Regions from separate parts of the Gossypium hirsutum genome. Here region 1 is linked to region 2. The links are chromatin contacts, called in public Hi-C maps. All regions are on one chromosome and are shown on one strand. The core of a region is the stretch at or near the end of the contact, and the rest is flanking DNA. Distances in the headings are between cores, read along the strand shown.

The links. Hi-C and Micro-C count contacts between places; a contact is called where the count stands out from the background.
Region 1: a Hi-C map of leaf shows a contact between it and region 2, with 1.8 times the contacts expected there. The contact joins the promoter of LOC107918413 here to the promoter of LOC107918669 in region 2. A contact is called at or near these places in 3 of 34 Hi-C or Micro-C datasets (callus and leaf).

The regions. Positions count from the first base shown.
Region 1 is chrD13:57,529,888-57,532,841 of Gossypium_hirsutum_v2.1, forward strand. It overlaps LOC107918413 (PITH domain-containing protein At3g04780), which reads right to left and starts at 1,477. Exons shown (of 8, transcript XM_016847973.2): 1 at 1,171-1,477; 2 at 805-891; 3 at 443-566; 4 at 223-271; 5 at 74-131. The coding sequence starts at 1,212.
Region 2 is chrD13:57,358,809-57,361,674 of Gossypium_hirsutum_v2.1, forward strand. LOC107918669 (c-Myc-binding protein homolog) reads right to left here and starts at 1,300. Exons shown (of 5, transcript XM_016848253.2): 1 at 1,044-1,300; 2 at 826-898; 3 at 666-714; 4 at 26-149. The coding sequence starts at 1,061.

The sequences.
Region 1 (2,954 bases), core at 227-2,726, 170 kb after region 2:
ATCGATTCACGGTGTTTTTTTTTTAAATACCCTTATTTTTCCAACAATGGAAAGACGGACAAAGAAGAGCTACCTTTAGATTATCCTGGGATAAAACAACAGTGTCACTTGGAGGGAAGTCACTGACATTACTGCATTAAGTAAAACAAAACATCCTCAGTGAAATGTAACAATGAGAGAAAGTAACAAATTGCGAGAATGTAACAATGCCTTTGACCTTACCTAAACCCCATATGCTCCCTGTTTGCAAAAAGTTTCACTGTCTTTGGACCTGAAAAGACAATCATCATGTTCAACAATCGGCAACATCAAAGGTAATTCTACTAGAGTACAACTGAGAACTGGCACTCGTGATTCGTCAACAGAATAAGCCAATGGGACTTTGCTTCTATGTGATTGAATGCAAGATATATGGAAAGGTAAAAAATATACAAAACTTTACCATCCTCTTCGGATCCCATGACAACAAAGGAATGTAGTTTAATAACTTGAGTGAAAGGGATATAAATCAGAAGTTGCTCATCGGCATCGCTCTCTAGGTTCAAGCCTTCATCTTCTCTATAACCCTAATTCATGAGCATAAAATTGAAAGATTTCACACAAAAGCAACTTAATTAGCAAAATAAATACATGGTCTTTACAATGGTGAATCAATTAACCCTAAAATCAATGTTTAAATAGAACTTCAACAAAAACCCACTATTTTTCCACAAAATAAATAAGCATATCTGCCTAATTGATTCAATAAAAAAAATTAAAATCGGCCATTATTAAGAGAAACAAGAACAACTTGAAGAGAGTTACCTGTTTGAGAGCATTGGGCAAAGGGTGACTGGAGCTTTGGTTAAGGCATTCAACTCCAGACCAATCAATAAAATCCAAGAGATCAACCTAATTATCAAAAAAGAAAGTTCCCAAATCATCAAGCTACTATAATTTTAAAGAATCCTTCTTTGAATAACCCCCCAAAAATACACTAAAGACGAATTCTTTCAATTACCCAAAACAATATATATATTTAAAAAGAAAAAAAAAACTAATCTTTCAAGTAAAGAACACCATCTGAAAAGATACCCATTTCTTTTCCATTCAAGAAATTGTCAAATTTTCTGGGAAACCAAACAAAGGATATCCCATAAAGGAAAGAAGTTTGAAGACAAGAAGACTCACTTGGTTTCTGTGAATTGCAGTAGCTGATTCAGCAGCCGACATGGTTCAAGAGTAGAACGAGATTGCTGAGATAGGAAGTTAGAAACTTTGTTTTATACAAAGAAAAATAAAAGGGTTGAGACGGAATAATCGAAGAGAAAGTTAAAGAAGAGGAGAGATCTTAAGACAATCAAATAGTGATCATAGGAAAAGACCAAACTAGAAGAAGTTGTTGATACGTTGTCGTTTAGTTACGTAAAACAAGTCTTTGGTTTTTGACATCTTTACCCATCGAATCGAAAGAAAGAATAGTATTCAAAATCGAATTAGCGGTCAAATGGTATAACAAGCGCGCTTTAATGTTACTCATTTGAAACTCTGTTGGAAAGGTTTAGATAAAATATAATATTAAAAAATAAGTTTTGGATAAATCTTTTACCAAGCTCGACTCGAATATATTATATTATAAAAATATTATATTAATTATATATGTTAAATAATTATTATATATATTTATATTTATATTAAATCATTAATCCAATAATAATTAAATCTAAAAAAAATTATCAACTAAATAACTCAACTAAAAATATAAAATTTTAAAAATTATACTTAATACAATAAAATATTTATTATATTTATTTCTGTTTTTTAATATAATAAATATTTATTATGTTTATAGTTGTGTTTTTCAATATAAATATTTTTCAAAGATTTTTTAAATATATTTTTAAGGTGCTAGAAAATTTTTATTTTAGTATTTTTTGTGCATTTAGTGTTATATATATATATTAAAATATTTTTAAATAAAAATTAATTTTAAAAAAATTAAATATGGTTAGGTCAAGTCAGACTCAGATTTACCTTTCTTAAATTTGGCTCGGCTTAGGCAAAAAAGTAAGTCATTTTTCAGGCTTGTCAAGACCCAAGCTTAAAAACTGATCTAGATACCTGACATGGCCCGGCCCGACTAATGAGCACCACTAAACTTTAACTACCGCTCCATACAAATTAAAACAGTAAATATTGATTTTTGAAAATTCATCATTTCGTAATTTTAATCTTATTAATATGACATTATTTATTTTATTTTGAATATTTTTAGATAAAAATTTAAGATAATAATGTGAACATTTTGATTTTTAATAAAATGACACGACAATTTATTTCAAAAATAAAATTTTGAAAAATAAAATATTTTTAACATCAAGTGATAAGTAACTATCTACTTATCATATCAACACTTTTTTGTTAAAAATTTTATATAAAGTAAAAAACTAATATGTTATTAAATACAATTAAATTTAAATTTGGGTTGGTTGATTAGTAGGTTTAGAGTTGGCGGTTCAATTAATCTAATCTCTCTAAATTGAAGTCTCAATTGATTTTCGATTTAATTAATGAAAAAGAGAAGAAAAAAAAAGGTAAGAAATTTAAGCAGGTTTTTTTAATAAAATAAATTCAATCTGAAAAAAATAAAATAAATGAAAGAATTTAAATTATAAAAAAAAATTCAACTATACACAAAATTGGAAATGGAAAACTAAAGTTTGAAATCTTTCCAATTGTAGGGTAAGGGTAGGGCCTAAAGTTTGTAGCTGTCCTTTGCTGTTTACAAGTTTTCCATTAAATTTATTAGGCCCAAACACAGCTATGTCCAAAATCAAAGCCCAAAAAAAATTAAAAAGTCAAGGCAAATCCCTACACTTGAAAAAGAAACTTTTTACCAGTATTAGGATGAATGCCACAAAACTCCAACCTTAATCTTCATTGTTAACATATAATAGTCTTACTTTAACTGTGGT
Region 2 (2,866 bases), core at 50-2,549:
CTTACACAAATAAACCAATCCATACCTCTTTGCAAGCATCCTCATGCTTACACAATAGCTCATTGTACTTTGTTTGCAAATCAGAAATCTCAGCTTGTAGCTTTTCATATTCATATATAGTTGGACCCCCTAATTTTTGTTGTATGAACCTACCATGGAGAAAAAACTATAATTATATCTCAACATTCCTTGCAAATAACATAAAGTGGATGTCAACCATAAGCTGCTCAATGTAGAAGTAATTAAACTTAGTTAAGCCATTTGCTATGGTCGCGTGCCAATGCTTTAGCTTTACTACCATGCGACCTTTCACCAAAAGGCACAGACGATGACACAAGTACCCTGACAAAGTCGATTCTAATTTATGATTTGGCATAAAAATTAAAATAATGTTAGAGAGGCTATTTCATTTCAAGTTTTCATGAATTCGGGACAAACATTAAACAAAAACAAGAAAACAGGATTTCAGATGTTGCAAGGAAAGCAACATTAAGAAATCCAAGATGATAATATTGTAACTTGTAAGATACGGTTCACACAAATAGAGTCCAATGTACAATATCCAACATTATTGAAATTGAACTACAGATCTCAATATATATATATATAAACTTGAACAATGACATGGAAAACTCAATTGAAAGATTGAATTTTGAAAAACTTACTCAAGAGCTGAAGATGGCTTCTCATTTTGTTCATACAATGCAACCAAAACTACAAAATAATGAAATTAAATTACAAACAACCAAATACCCACATCAAGAAATATGTTAAAATAAGAGAAAATAATAAAATTATATATTAAAAAGAAAGAAAAAATAAAACCTTTGGTGAGAGCATCAACAGCTCCACTGGACTCAAGATACTTCCTAAATGCTTCTTTCTTAGCATCTTTTTCCTAAATCCAAAATCTGGGTATTTAGTATTTATAACTAAAAGTGATAAAAAATGCATTTGCTGTGAAAAACAATAGAGAATTCCAACAACGAAACCGGAAATCTACAAGTGTGTTTAAAGCAGACATTAAAGTAAACAAACTGTACCTCTTTATATCTCATCATTATCTTCAGGCTTCAGCAGTTGGCTTTCCTTCTTTGCCTGGAGCCCTTGTGTTTGAGCAAATCTAAGATTCAAGTTTATGTGAAAGACATTGATGGGTCTTTCATGTCCTTGTTTCAGTAGCCAATCGTGTTGGTTAAGGTTTTCTGAGTTGAGACTTGAGACCAAACTTGAAAAATAACATCTCACAACCATGGGTGGACTACAGTTTGGATACTGTTCCAAATTCCAATTCTGCTTGAGAGTGTTGGGTTCAGCCCATCAGCAGTTTTTTAGTAAAAATTTTAGATGGGTCAATTTATCATTTGGTACCTAAGTTTGAAATTATTCTCCAACCAAATCATATCTATCTGGTCACCTTGAAACTTATTCGACACCTTTCTCAAAAATGCCTTGCAAAGGTCCTCTTTATCGGGAATGACTGTTGACCTCGTAACGACTGGCTCATCCACCGATAAACTGAGTTGTAAAGCTACATCCTCGAGTTTGATTGTACACTCACCGCATGGAAGATAGAAAGTGTGTGTCTCGGGCCTCCATCTTTCCACCAATGCCATTGATGAGTGTAGGATCGAGTTTACAGCCTCCAAGCATACGAGATGCATGTAAGAATCCTGTGTCTTGCAAGTAACCACTAATTTCGGTGTCTAGGCTTTTGACAAATTATGTATGAACCCTTCCAAAACACAATCATCCGTCTATTTATATCGAAAAATAAAATAATCGAAACGAATCAGAGAACTTGTTATTCATAAAAAATTAATCAAAATGAATATACGAAATAATTAAATAAAACTATAGTATTTTTAAACAAATGTATAGGAAAATTTTGAACAAAACTTCATAAATTTGAGAGAATTGAGAGTTTAGAGAGAGTAGAGAGAATTAGATTTGAGTTAAAAAAATGAAAAATGAATATTTATAGGAAAAAATTACCGTTGACTCTTTAAAAAATTTTACTGTTACCAATAATTAAAAAGCACATGGAGGAAAACCCTCTCTAATTTTTAAAAAAATGACCTAAAAAACTAATTAAAGAAAACGACACATATGGCTAATTTAGCCCTCTTTTTAACAACTATTTTCTTATTAATGAGCTACAGTAGATTCGTAGTAATAAATATGAAATAAAATAAAATATAAGAAAAAGCTAATTTATATTGTAAAAATAAAATAAAATATTTTTTATTAACGGGATTTTCATCAACATCAAGATAAGTTTAGGACACTAAAATTAATTAATATCTTATATCTATAAATATTAATTTTAGAGAAATATTACACACATTTTAATTGAACTACTCTTCTATTTCTTATTCATTTACTCTCTTTATTATATATTAATTTCATAATAATTTTAATTTTGGTCAAATTTTCCCATGCAAAATGATAATTAATATTAGGTTCCTTGTTTGACTAAAGAATAGTTAGGAAGTCACATGACATTGAAGTTGAAGTAAGCTTCAACCAATCAATTTAGTCAATTTATTTTTTTGGAAAGGTAAAAGTGCAACGTCAGTCAAGTTATTTTTTGGAAAAATTATGCAGCTTCGGTCCTTAATTTCTAGAATCAATTGTTGATTTTGAAAATATGGATCAGATTGTAAGATTTGTTGATTTCAAATACCATACGGAAATATAACCATTTATTTTTATTTTTATTTCGAGAGAACTTTTATTCTTTTTTTCTAATTTAAGCATTTGAGGAGATTTATAGGTAGAGAGATAGGCATTGTATAAAAAATATAAAATATGCTAAATTAATTTATATTAAATTTAACTGATTTACAATATACTTAAGAAATTA